2 separate regions of the Sus scrofa genome follow, and region 2 is linked to region 1. A link is a contact called in public Hi-C data. All regions are on one chromosome and are shown on one strand. The core of a region is the stretch at or near the end of the contact, and the rest is flanking DNA. Distances in the headings are between cores, read along the strand shown.

What was found. A called contact is a pair of places that touch in the nucleus more often than the background predicts.
Region 2: a Hi-C map of adipose tissue shows a contact between it and region 1, with 5 times the contacts expected there. The contact joins the enhancer-like site here to the promoter of CENPU in region 1. A contact is called at or near these places in 2 of 5 promoter capture datasets (fetal skeletal muscle and liver), 34 of 47 Hi-C or Micro-C datasets (adipocytes, adipose tissue, alveolar macrophages and 17 more) and 2 of 2 datasets of contacts at active chromatin or transcription factors (alveolar macrophages and skeletal muscle).

The regions. Positions count from the first base shown.
Region 1 is chr15:45,847,377-45,854,601 of Sscrofa11.1, forward strand. CENPU (centromere protein U) reads right to left here and starts at 4,085. Exons shown (of 12, transcript XM_013984043.2): 1 at 3,710-4,085; 2 at 632-680. The coding sequence starts at 3,741. PRIMPOL (DNA-directed primase/polymerase protein) reads left to right here. Exons shown (of 15, transcript XM_021076332.1): 15 at 3,570-3,676. The coding sequence ends at 3,589.
Region 2 is chr15:46,055,435-46,062,659 of Sscrofa11.1, forward strand. No RefSeq gene overlaps it. Among named protein-coding and RNA genes, the nearest start is that of HELT, 29 kb to the right of the region's middle. Within about 2 kb of position 3,072, at least 8 of the 83 cell types and tissues checked have an H3K27ac peak or open chromatin away from gene starts, as enhancers often do. A contact at or near this core is called in adipose tissue and skeletal muscle, where this site is marked.

The sequences.
Region 1 (7,225 bases), core at 2,835-5,334:
ACGAGTGGGGTAAAAACTCCTGAGTTCAGGAGAGAGACAGGTTTACAGTGCAATCTACTAATAAGCTGCCTAAGACTGCTCACCAAATCCTGATGAAAGCCCACAATATAAAGGAAGAAAACCATCCGCAGTAGCTCTGGAAAATATGGACAAGTGCCTTTAATGGACAAGAAAATATGGGGAAATTCTGGAAGGTATACAGGAGATGGAAGAAAACTAAGAGACCAAACAAAACTACCACTCGCAAGAATTCCCCTTGTGGCTCAGTGGGTTGCGAACCCCACTAATATCCATGAGGATGCAGGTTCGATCCCCGGCCTTACTCAGTGGGTTAAGGATCCAGCATTGCCATGAGCTATGGTATAGGTCACCGGGCTCAGATCCCAAGTTGCTGTGGCTGTAGTTCTCATTCAACCCCAGCCTGCAAACTTCCATATGCTATGGTGCAGTCCTAAAAAGCAAAACAAGAAAGAAAAAAAAAAAAGAAAATTACAACAATATGGAGAAATGGCTATAAGTGAAAAAAAAAGCAAATACAGAATGTTGCATGATCTTTAAATGTTGTACAATCTTTAATCTCTGTATTGCCAATTATGAGAAAGTTATATTAAAATATAAAAAGATAACTTACATCTTTCATGGACTGTGTTCTTCCTACAGTGTTCTCTGAATATCTTGCACTATAAAAGAGCAAACACACACACACGAGTTAGGAAAGCTTTAAAAGTAAAGGGGAAACACCAGAACTTACAACCTCTTCCAAGCATTTTCTCTCCAAGTCACATTCCTCATTAGTTGTACTAACAACACGCACATGGTGAAATGCACAGGGCAAAACCCTTTTAGAAAGCCAAGCCCATCTCTCATGCGCTGAACATTTTTTTCTAGGTCTAATCATATCACCTTTGTATAAACAGCATAGCTCTGCTCTCAGGGATACAGAAACCCCCTAACCCTGCTGTCATCCTTGTTCCTGAGGTCACATCAACAAGGGCTGACTTTCTGCAGAGATGAGCGAGAGGTCCCGAAACTTTGTCAAGCACCCGAGCCCGTTCCATACGGTGCCTGCTCTTTCACACGCATTCTCTCATGTGGCTCCACAGTGGGCCTTAAGAAGACGTGAACCCCATGGTCCAGATGTCTTTTTGCCCAAAGCAACATGCAGCCAAGAGGAAGGGAATCTCAAATTAAAATCTGCATCAGTTTCAACCCAGAGCCCTCCTCACTTTCTACCCCTTCAGGCCCCTTCCTGTGGGCATTAGGACAAGGGGATAAAGCCCGAGCATCTCCAACAAGCTTAAAATAAGGAAGATGTAACAAACCAGAAAGGAAACAGAAAATAAGCAGGAAATCCTACTGTCCGTGCACCAAGAGAGGTGGGAGGGCAACGGGGATGTCCCCATACACAGACCTGACTTCAGACATGCCCTGCATACCCCCAAGAGTGCGTAGCAAAGTCAGTTTAGTGTCTGAACCAGTGTTTCTTTGAGTAACTTTGATATCATTTCAAACCTACAGGAAAGTTGTGACAATAGTCTAAGCCTTCTGTATACCTTTTGCCCCACTTCACTACTGTTTACATGTTGCCTCATCTGCTTTCTGTATGTATTCGGTAAATGGGGAATACTGCAGTGTGTCCTTCCTAGGGAGCTGAAATCTTGTGTAGTCACAGCACAATTTTCAGGTCACTGACATAATTATCTAATCATATCCAAGTTTCATCAACTGCCCCATCACATCCTTTAACCTTTCCCCCACACTCAGCATTTTCTAAAAGGACAAATAAAACCCCCAAAAAACAAGAAGAAAATTTTCTTTCTTTTTTGTCTTTTCTAGGGCTGCACTTGTGGCATATAGAGGTTCCCATGCTAGGGGTCCAGTCGGAGCTGCAGCGCCGGCCTACACCAGAGCCACAGCAACACCAAATCGGAGCCACGTCTGCGACCTACACCAAAGCTCATGTCAACGCCAGATCCGTAACCCACTGAGCAAGGCCAGGGATCAAACCCAAAACCTCATGGTTCCTAGTCAGATTCGTTAACCACTGCGCCACGACGGGAACTCCGAAATCTTAAGAAGAGAATATAAAATATAATAGTACCATGCACTGAACATAGTATTTCATATACCCCTTGTTTTATGTGTGTGTACGTACTGTGTGTGTGTGTACTCACTGTGATGTAAACATCATTGCTGTGAATTACAGTAAGAACAGAAAAAGTTTGGTTCTCAAGCTTTCAGGCATCAGACTCACCTGGAGGGCTTGTTAGAACAGACCACTTAGCCCATCTCCAGAGCAGCAGCTGATTCAGTAAACCTGGGATGGCCTCTACGCTTTTGCATTTCTAGCATGCTCCTAGTGCAGCTGGTCAGGGAACCACACTTTGAAAACCACTGCTTTATTTGAATCTCAGACCCCAAAGAAGGGAGAATAGGTATTGGTGTAAGGCATCTATGATTCTGGGGTCCTGGAAAGGTAAGTAACGTCAGTGGTCACAGCCAAGTGACAGAAATGGGACTAGAAACCGATCACATACTTTCTTAACCTACTCTTTCTAAGGACCCCTGCCTTATCTGTGCTCAGATCCACAGGTCAAGTTTCCTTCTCACCTAGGCAAGGAGCAAGAAGAGACTCCTAAAAGATGGAAATCTCCTTGATAACATATGTCAAACTTTCATTTTGGGGGGGGAGGATGAACAGATTTCATGAATCTCAAAAGGCAAAAATGTTACATGTATGTGTATATGTTTGTGTACAGAGAGAGAGAACCACCCCCCCACTGGCCTAGCAGATAAAGTTTAACTCTTGTCACCTGATGTTTCAAGGCTCCAATATTTTTTCCCAGTCCTCCTCCCCACTGTGGGCGTCTTAGGTTCTTCCCCACTGGCCACTGGAATCTAGTCTCAGTTTACTCCACCTCCCTGCTTTGTCTTGCCCCAGCCTTTCCCCTATGCTGTCGGCTTGCCTCTACCATCACCCCACATCTACAAATGCACCTTCTCCGGGAAGCCTTCCCACGGTCCAGGTGGAACTCCTTTGCAGACTAATCAAAGCAAGCCAAGGCCCCTCCAGCCAGGACCAGACACCACCAGCAAGATACTTGCCAACAAATCCAGAGGGAATAACATTTTAGAGAGCAGTTTTGCAATCTATTTTAAATTGCATGCCCTTTTTGATTAAAAACAAAAAACCTTGCCCCATCCTGGCTGGAGTGCTCCTTTAAGAACCACAAGCAGCCGGCCGGAGATGTAGTTCAACTTTATGGTCTGTGGTTTGTGTTATAAAAACAAGCAAGGTCTTGAAAATAAGAATACTGACTACCAGCCAGAGTGTAAAAGCCACTAGAATGTGATGTCTGGCAAGTGGTAGAGTGGTACGCCCTCATAAGTTATTTGTTGGACAGTTCGTTTTAAAATGTTTTGTCTACTTTAGACTACACTCACCCAAAATGATGCTAACACTAGCCAGCGTTCTCGCCTGCCCGTCAGGCACCGTTATAAACTGTAACTCCTCTAAGCTTCCCCGTAATTCCTAGAAAATTGTGACTATTATTACTCCCCTTTTACAGACCTGGAAACTTATCGCTAGGACAAACAGCACAGTGCCAGAACCAGGCAGCACCAACAGCTCCGAGAGGCCCAAGATCCGCGGAAGAGAAAGAAGATAAAGTGGGCCCCAACCTGCGTCGCGAGGGTCCTCAATACCTACCCTGAGCGCGTTACTCGTCCCGGCTGGGCCATCACGGCCCACAGCTCCCTGCGCCCGCGCAGCTCCTGAAGCTCCCGCCAAACCCCGCGCTGCTCCCAGCGGCCAATCGGGGCCGAGCACGCGGGCACGCCTCCCGCCCCGCGCCCGGTCTTACACACAGGCGGGCTAGGGCTCTTCCCCGTCCTAGAGCGCTAGAAAAAACCCGGTCTGGTACTGCGCTAGAGCGGATTTGGAGTCCAGGCTTTAAAACCAGTTGCTGACAGTGCATGATACGCCAAACATTTGTCGGGTTTTTCCTCTCACCCACGTGCCTCGCCCTTTTTCCTAAGTTCCAAAGAGTCAGAGCCGCCAGGGCCCGCCCTTGGGGGCGGGAGGGGGAGGAGCCAGAGCCGGAACTGGAGAGGGCGCCCGCCTGTGAGGGGCGGATCCAAACCCAGGGTGGGACCGCTGGGTGCTTAAGCGCCTGCGCAGCTATCTAGAGTAAAGATTTGGAAATAAGGTTTGATTTTTAGTCTGCCAACGCCTGTAATCAGTTGTGTCATCTTGGCTTATTATTTTATTTCTACCCCAGTTTTTTCACTCATAAGTGGGGAGGGCCTTTTCTGGAGCTAATATTCTCTGATTCTTTACTTTCTCTCTAAAAAATGCATTATCCTGCAAAAGATGATTTTGGACCCCTATCACCCCCCCAAAAAAAATAACTCACTCAAAATGGATCAAAGACCTAACTATAAGGGCTAAAACTATAAAACTCTTAGAAGAAAATATAGGGCAAAAGCTTTATGACATTGGATCTAGCAATGATATCTTGAATCAAGACATCAAAAAGCACAGTTTAGGATGATGAAAGAGTTCTAGAAGTGGCTAATGGTGGATGGTTGCATAGCCATGTGAATATTCTTAAGTAGTGCCACTAAATGGTACAGTTGAAAGTGGCTAAAATGCTAAACTATATGTTACGTATATATCACCACAATAAAAATTATTAGAGTTCATGCACATAATATAGCATATACAAAGATAAAATGGAGCACACAGATGGTCACCACTGGATAGGAAATTAATATTTATCATTCCTGGAGTTCCTGTCGTGGCTCAGTGGAAATGAATCTGACTAGTATCCATGAGGACAAAGGTTTGCTCCCTGGCCTCATTCAGTGGGTTAGGAATCTGGCATTGCCAGTGAGCTTTGGTGTAGGTGGCGACATAGCTTGGATCTGGCATTGCTGTGGCTGTGGCATCGGCTAGTGGCTATAACTCTGATTGGACCCCTAGCCTGGGAACCGCCATATGCCATGCGTGCAGCCCTAAATAGACTATACACACACACACACACACACACACACACACACACACACACACATATATATTTACTTAATTACATAATTACAAAGTAATACATATATATATATTTATTTATCATTTCTTCCAAGGATAACCACACTTCCAATGTTGCGTTTCTCATTCCCATGTTTTTCTACCTTGCTATATTCCTAAAATGTTATTTATTGTATATTTTTAAACTTTATACAAATAATATTTGGATGTATTGTGCAAGTGCTCTTACTCAAAGATATAAATTTTAGGTTTATTCACAGTGATGCATGTAGCTCTCATGCATTCATTTTTGTAATGCATTAAGTAAATATATCACATTTTCTTTATTCATTCTTCTATGTATGGATAGATCAGTTGTTTTCAGTCTTTCTGCTGTTACCAATGATGCCCAGCTAAACGTCCCTGTAAGTGTCCTGCAGGGTACACAGCTACGAGACAGGGATAGACGCAGCAGAGCTATTATTGTCTCATGGGATAGAGACATTTTCAGCTATGTGAGAATGCCAATATTTACACATTGTTTTATAAGCAATTAATAAAATCTTCCTGGTTACATATACTTGTCAATACTTAGAATTTTCAATACTTTAAATGTTTTACCTAACTAGCAAGTTAAATGGTATCTTATTGTGTTTTTGATTGCATTTCTCTTAAGTTGATCATATTCTCCTTGGTTATAGGTCCATCCTGATTCCTTTTCAGAAAAATACCTGCTCACCCCACCTATGAATCACTAGGGCAATTGCCAGAGAAGAGTAAATTGCCTTTGAGGTATTGAAGGTACTTCCCCACTGAATGTAGAAATAGTGTTCCTGGAATCTCAGAAAATTGTCACCCTTAAGAGTGTCAGGGGAGTTGTCTCGTGGCGTAATGGTTAACATTCTATCCCAGGCCAAGGAACTTCTGCATGCTGTGGGTGCTGCCAAGAAAGAGAGAGAAAGAGAGGAAGGAAGGAAGGAGGAAGGAAGGAAGGAAGGAAGGAAAGAGGGAGGGAGGAATAAGAAAGGGAATGTGGAAAGGAAGTTTCATTTCCCAGGAAAGCGACTGTTGTCAAACCTTTTGTGCTATGGGTCCAAAAAAAGAAACTATCCAGTTGTTAAAACAAGAAGAGGTTCAGTGCTCTGGATGGAAATAAAAACTCAAACCAAATAGGTTTAAATAATAAAGCAATTTATGAACTCATGTCACTGAAAAGTCCAGTGCTAGGATGGTTGTCAAGCTTAGTTTGAGCTAGAGGTTGGAGAAGCCATCAAGGCTTTGAATCCATTTTCTTGCCCTTCTTATATGGTCAGCCTTTTCCTCAGCCTGGATCCTGCCATTATCATCATCATCGCCTGGATTTATTGAGCTTTTACTATGATCTAGTCATTGTTCTAAGTGTTTAGTATTTATGAAACCATTTAATCCTCTCAGTAACCCTATGTGGTAGGCTCCAGAATCCCACTGTACATATGAGGAAACTAAGCAGCAGCCCCGCAGGTAGTAAGTGGCTCTGGCTGCACTAGATCTGAGGACTCTGGCCCAGAGCTTGCATCTGGCAGCCCTTCCAAGTCTCACCTCAGAATTCCATCCTTCAGAGACAGAGAGCAGCTATGTCCCAGCATTCCCAGAAGAAGGCCTAAGATTTACTCTGATTAGATGAGCTGTCATGATGTACCTACCATTATTAGCCAGAGTTCCAGAGAGACAGAACTAATAGGATATGTGTGTGTGTGTGTGTGTGTAGGTAGACAGACAGACAGACAGCTATGTGTGTGTAGATACATGATAGATAAATAGATAGATGATAGATAGATAGATAGATAGTTTTATGGAATTATCTCACACAATTAATTATGGACACTGGCAAGTCAGAAATGACCAGCAACCTAGAAATCCAGGTAAAGGTTGATGTTGCAGCCTTGAGTCTGAGTTCTTCAGAGCAGCAGCCTAGAAACGCAGACAGAATTTCCAAGTTGAAGTCTGTTCCCAGTCCCCATCCCCTCACAACCACCTACTTTGTTCTCTGTATCTCAAAATCTGTTTGGTTATGTTTGTTCACTTGTTCTTTTTTTTGACTCCACGTATAATTGAAATCATAGAGTACTTGTCTTGGCCTCACTTATTTCAATGAGCGCAATAGTCTCTAGATCCACTGATGTTGTCACAAATGGCAAGATTTCATTTTTATGGCTAAGA
Region 2 (7,225 bases), core at 1,822-4,321, 210 kb after region 1:
AGATTTGGACATGAATGTTTATGGCAGCTTTATTCTTAATCGCCAAACACTAGAAATAACCCCAATGCACAAGAACAGGAAAATGGATAAACAACCTATGATACATCCATGGATCGTGGAATACTGCTCAGCAACACAAAGGAACAAACCACTGACAGACACAGTATCGTGGGTGCATCTCAGAATCACTATGCTAAAATGGAAGAAGCCAGACAAGAACGTTACACACTGTGTGATGCCATTTACACAACCTATGTGAAAAGGCAAAACTGTGGCATAGAAAGCAAAAGCACGTCAGTGGTTGCCAGGGGCTGGGCTTGTGGGAGGGAACTGATGACAAAGGGCAGCACTTCCGGAAAGATGGGAACATTTTTCATCGTGCAGGCGTTTACACAACTGTATACATTGACACAATTCATCCAGCTGTACACCCAATAAGAGTAAATTTTATTGTATGCAAATTATACTCCCAATAAATACGACCCTTCCAAAATTAATAATGTCACACAGAAAGTCCCTTCTACAGGTCCCTTTTTGAAGATCTATGAGTATATTCATTGGATAAATTTCCAGAAGCAGAATCACTGGATCAAAGTAGGTTTTTTTTTTTTTTTGGTTTGGTTTTTGTTTCTAACAAGGCCTTTTGTAGAGACAAGGCCATAGAGTGGCTGTAAGACTTTGAGGAACTGGGCACAGAGGTAGCACACATGGGTGGTTTGCAGAAGTCGGGAGAGCAGCAAGGTTACTGCCTGGGTGATGACAGGGCCACTCTGCTGCTCTTCCTCGACATGTCAGGAACGTCTTGGTCCACTGATTCCCTTCTTTCCCTGCCTAAAGCCAGAGCTCAGCACAGCCCAGTGTTGTTTAGTTGAACTTCCTGTGACCTTGGGATCTGTGCTGCCCCAGGCGCTAGCCATACTCACTGTTCAGTACTTGATTGCGGTGAGTGCAAATCCGGAACTGAATCCTTGATTTTTTTTTAAATGTTCACTTAATTAAAAATTAAATTTAAAAGCCACGCTACCATATTGGACGGCACAACTCTAGAAGCCGCCTGGTTCCTGACTGCAGGAGAAGGGGAAGGGTCAGTAGCTTGACATCCAGTGGCCAGCAGCCTGACTGGGGGCCACGGCCATGCAGACTGTGCAGCCTAGGCCTGATCACTGGGCTCTGCCTCATACTGCAGTGTCAGGACACAGGATCTTGTTCTGCTCCTTGAGTACCTGCCTCAAGCCCCTCCCTGGACTCCTTCTCCTGGTTCCTAGGCACCTGCCCGATTCCCTACAGCCCACTCCCGGGGAGTGGAATCCCGTGCAGGTGGCTTTGCAGGTTGGACACCAGGGCCTCAGGCTCCACACTCTATTCACCTGCATGCACCTCTGGCCACTTAAGCTGTCAGTCTACCTGTCTGGGCTTCTGCCTTGCTTACTGTTAGGGCTTGCTTCTCTGGAAGCTGGCTCATCCATGGTCATCAATGAAAGGAGAATCTTTATTATCTTTTTTTACGATCTCTGTCTTTTATCTTTTACTCCAAGCCTCTCAACCCTTATCTTTAAAAACTGACCTCACCCTTGGAATCTGCTACACACTGAGGCCACCTACGCCCAGGTGTGTCAGAGGCTGGGTGGAGAGAGGGGAAGTATGTGGAGATCAGCAGCGCACACACAATGCTTTGCTAAAAGGGAAATTTGGACAGATGCACCTGGATGATTTGGTTTAAAACCAGTCATATCACAGAACTTAGTCACAGCAGCATGAAGGCCTCCCCAGGCACCTCCCTGCCCAGCTCCCACAACAGGGGCCATCAGTCCCCAAGGCCTGGCACATGGTCAGAATCCTAAAGAGAGGGAGGGAGAGACTCCCTTCCCTGCCCAGCCAAGGTCAACACCCGCCTTGGGGTTTCTGATAGAGGGTTTGGGTTCCCCCAGATGATAAGCCCACCTTCTGCAGAGAAGACCAGCTCCTGCCCACACGCAGTGACCTTATCTCACAGTCTCTCCAGGTCACAACAGTCACCTCAAATCCCTAGTAGAAGCAGGACACACTGGGTTTGGGGTGCAGATGGGATATGAACGGGGCCATTTGCTCACACTGCCTCAGTCCCGCCCTGTCCCCCTGGACCTCGGCCTCCCTGGCTGAGCCAAACTGGACAGAAGGCCTCTCATTCCTCTGCAGAAGGACGTTTAAGTTATCTGATGGGCAGAAGCACATCTGGGCAGACAAGGGGATGTGGCCCTTGTTCTCCATGGGCACAGCCTCCAAAAATGACAAGACTTTGTTGACAATTGTAGAAGTAACATATTTCAGGGCTGACGCCGCCAATATGGTGAACAGGCCCTGGAGGAAACAGCGCAGGCTCTGTGCTGGCGCAGGGGGTGAAGGTGGACACAGTGCTAGAGGGGCAGGGCCTAGACCCTCAGTCCCCCCACCTCAGGGCACTCCCTGCCCTGGGCACACATCTTGCCCCTCCTGTTGGTAGAGAAGAGTGAATTTATAATAATGGGGGCAAAAAGAGGGCATTAATCTGGAAAACCTAGTGCTCTGCTAAAGGGGTTTCTGAGTTATGGCCACAAAAATATTTTGTGAGTCTGCCATCTGCCACAGCCTGATTCTCTAACAACTTAGCAATCAGTGTTAGACCTTTGAAGGTAAAAGGATTAGCTGAAATGTGATCTGAAATATATGTGTGATATTTTGTATGCATACTCTCCTGATTTCCACTCCATTGAAAGATGTTTAACATTCAGATTGTATTTATTTTACCAGTAAAACGTGGCATCTTCAGTTTAGCTACATGATATGTAATATGACATGACTGGGAAACAGGGGCCTCTGACCGAGTTCATCTTCCAGTTACAGGATCCATCTCATTCCTCAGACACAGACTATAGCAGGGGAATTAAGGGCTAGAAAGGGTGGTAGGGAAAGCTTACAGAGCTTCAATATGCTTGAAGGCAAAAATGATCATTGATGCTAAACCATCCTGGATGTTGTTCAGTCTCTGTTGATTCAGAAGGTTTATGAGGTCCTCGTTGTGCAACAGAGCCACCCTGAGGACACTGGCCCAGGGCTGTGGAGGACACGGGAGGCCATGCTGGCTCTGGCGATGGACTCTAGAAGCTGTGCATGTAGGCCTCTGTCCACTGAGGTGGAGCACATATCATGCACAACATTTGGTCCCAGAAGCCGAAAAGTTTGGACTTCTGTTGAAATTCTAGAAGTTAGTAAAAGGACATCCCATTAGCCGTATGAAGCAGATGGTTAATGTGTACTCGTGATCATTCTTTGCAATTTATTACACCATGCACAGAGGTGTTAAGATCTGGTGGCCACATCTCTTTTTGTCCTCATATAATTTTATAAATTTAACTCTTAAAAATTCTTTGTTGGATATTAAAATTCTGTGGGCTATTAAAAAAAAAAAGATCTGGCGGGCAGTTCAGACTTGAAATAACTCATACAGCTTTTAAAGGGTCTAAGTGACGGGAATGATTTAACTTATCACAAAAGCTTCATCTAATTCCACAGCCCCCAAAATTCCCCAAACTTCTGGCAAAGCCAGACAGGGCTCCACCTCACCTCCACAGCGACACCCCCATCCCCAACCAAGAGGCTGTCCACCAGCATCTCCAGCTCACATGCCTCAGCCTGGCCCTCTTATCGCCCTCAGAAGCATCTGTGCAGTTCCCCAAGCTAGGGACTCAGGACCAACCCTCCTCTTCGCTCTCCTTCACCCCTTGCTGACTGGCCCCCAAGCTGGTAGAGCCGGTCAGAGCCACCACTCAGCAGCAACCCCTCTATTTCAGGCTTCCTCCTCCCACCTGGCTCAGCAACAATCCACCCACCAGCCTCCCGGCTCCAGGCTCCACCACTGCAGCCTCCACTCCATCTAAGCGTCATTCTTCTTGAGACCAATCTTCTTAAAAGCTTTCTAAAGGTCAAATTCAAACTCTCCAGGGGGATAAACAAAGCCTTTCAGTGTCTGCCCTCCACCAATGGTCCCTTCTCCTGCCAGCCCCCAGGCTCCCAACTCTCAGACTTGCTGTGCTATGCTTCAGGCCCTGACCCTGTGCACACTTCCCACCCCACGTTCCCTCTGCTCACACCAGCTGGGACATTCACTCATCCTCCGAGATCCTCCTAGGAAGCCTTCCCAACTCCCCTGCAGCCATGCCTCTTAGAGCCCTTATATCACCTGTTGTTTTCCTTTGTGAGTGTGTGTCCCACTAGACTCTGAGCTCCTGGGAGGGCAGGTAACTTACACCCGAGGTGTGCCATTTAGCACAAAGTGGAAGCACACACCTGGCAATACTTGAATATCAGTACTTGTCCATGGAGATCTGAGCGGTTCCATTTTGGCTGAGACAAGGGTTGAGCAAAGCAATTCTTTATAATCACTGAAGAGATGCAAAGGTAGTGGCCCTTTCCTTGTCCAAAGAGCCCCTTAATACTAGACACCACCTATTAAACATTTATACTAGGGGTCAGATTCTGCACCAAACACTTCCCACATTATCTCATTCACTACAAGCTATGAAAACTCCAGTAGTACCACAGTTTATAGGAAAACAGATTCTACAGCAGAGGGGCCCTGGAGAGGCTAAACCACATGCCCAAGGCCCGGCTCCTAGCTACTGCACCAGAGAAGCAATGGATCCAGGATGTGGACTCTGCTCCAGGTCAGGTCTCCTGAGGAATCTGCTACAGTTTCAGGGTGGTTGTGGGCAGGAGAAGGATGCTGGCTGGGTAGGAGAATTCAGGGAGACAGTCTCCCTTGCAGCAGCATTCTGATTGAATGAATGCAGTTTCTTTCCATTCTGGGCTTGCTGTAGATCACCAAGTGTATTCTAGGTGCCCTCAAAGTCCACCTGCAAAGCAGAGAAATCCAGACCCCTGGTGATCCAGCAACTGACCCATCATTGATTATGGCTTGGCAGTGAGTGCTGCAGCTTCCAGGAGACCCTAGAGTGAAAATGACTTTGGCTTTAAGTGGGCGTCCATCCCAAAAGACACACAGCATTAGTTTCTCTGCATATCTGCAAAGGACCCTCCACTGATTGGGCCCAAGTGTGGGTCTAGGGCAGCTCCTAGCTCCATATGTTCAACGCTCCCTCTCTCCAGAGGCCCATCCTCTCTCCAGTGGCAGTTAATCATGTCCTGTATCTATTCTGGGCCACATTCATTTCCCATGGTGCAAATTAAGTTCTGACAGTGTTCCTATCACATTTAATCTGTTGATTCAGACAGCCAAACCCTTCAGCTTACTGATAACTCTTCCTCTGTATTAAAAGAATGGTTTGGAGTTCCCGTTGTGGTGCAGTGGTTAACGAATCCGACTAGGAACCATGAGGTGGCGGGTTCGGTCCCTGGCCTTGCTCAGTGGGTTAAGGATCCAGCGTTGCCATGAGCTGTGGTGTAGGTAGCAGATGCAGCTTGGATCCCATGTTGCTGTGGCTCTGGCATAGGCCAGTGGCTACAGCTCCGATTAGACCCCTAGCCAGGGAACCTCCATATGCCCCAGGAGCGGCCCTAGAAAAGGCAAAAAGACCAAAAAAAAAAAAAAAAAAAAAAATTAAAATTAAAAAAATAAAAATAAAAGGATGGTTTCGCCAGAACACAAGTCCGCTTCAGAAAGACCCCCCTCCCTCCCCTTCCTCTGCCCCTCCTCAGGAAGCAAGAAAACATCACTTTGTTCAGCCCTTGTCCTTTATTCCAAAAACGCAGTGCGAGAAGGTAGCATTCCGCATACATCTTGCTAGCCAGGGGGACACCTAGTGGTGGAAGTATGAAATACAACAATGAGGAGTTAAGACTAGTCTTTAAAAAAAAACAAATCAGCTTTACTGAGGTAATGATAGGGGTGGAGTAGGCACAGGTAGTTGTAGAAGTCCTGATAAAGGACCACATTTAAAGAGGAAACAGGGGACATTGGGAGATCACTGTAAATTAATAAATTGATCAAGAAAACCATCAGCACAAAGCAGGCTTATTTTGTTAGTGGAGCCTTGAGAATTGCCTCAGGTGGCAGATGGCATCAGGCCTGCATTCATACTCAGACCAAGGGCAAGGGTTTCAGGACCACCCTTCTGCGGATTTGAATACACACTTCACCAGATACAAGGAGGAGCTAATACTCCTAGAAAGGAAGAGGCGGGCTTTTCCAACCCCCACTCCCCTTGGATAGTAAAACCTGTAGCCCATGGGATCCTCTGGGCAGAGCTTCTGTGCCTGTCCGCTTGCATCTCTCACAAGCGTCCTATCTTAATAAATCTATTTCTTGCCTATCTCCTTGTCTCTCGCTGAATTCCTTCTGTGCAGAGACATGAAGAACCTGAACCTCAGTGAGTCCAGACACAGGGTGAGTGATTCTAATTTAAAACCTTGGGTTTAGGAGTTCCTTCTAAAATTTTTTCAAAAAATCTTCAACGTGGAAAAATTTTTTTAAGATTTTTATTTTTGGAGTTCCCGTCGTGGCTCAGTGGTTAACGAATCCGACTGGGAACCATGAGGTTGCGGGTTGGGTCTCTGCGCTTGCTCAGTGGGTTGATGATCCGGCGTTGCCGTGAGCTGTGGTGTAGGTTGCAGATGCGGCTCGGATCCTGCATTACTGTAGTTCTGGTGTAGGCTGGAGACTACAGCTCGATTAGACCCTGCCTGGGAACCTCCATATGCCGCAGAAGCGGCCCAAAGAAATAGCAAAAAAAAAAAAAACAACAACAACTTGCATGATGGAAAACACTGACAAAATTGAGGGGAAAAAAAAAAAAAAAAAAAAAAAAAACCTTGGGTTTAAGTCCCAATCTGGGTTTAGGCTGGGTTCGAGTCCGATCTGCATATAGGTTCATGTCCCAATCTGTGTTCAGGCCGTTAATACTGTCATTTCAGTATGACTAACATACACTGTATATATTTAAAGTGTACAACTTGATGTCTTGACACATATACATCAGGAAATGATCACCAAATCACGCTTAATAGAACATTGTCTCTGCACAGCTACGACGTTATTTGGGGGAGTGGGTTTTGGATGGGGGGTAGGATGGAAGGGTGGTTGTGTGTGTGTGTGTGTGTGTGTGTGTGTGTGTGTGTGTGTGCGGCGTGGGCGCGTGGTGAAAAGACTTAATTTAATATCAACTCTCTTAGCAAATTTCAAGTACACAAAACAGTGATTGTTAACTATCGCCACCGTACTGTACATTAGATCTTATTACTTATTCATCTTGCA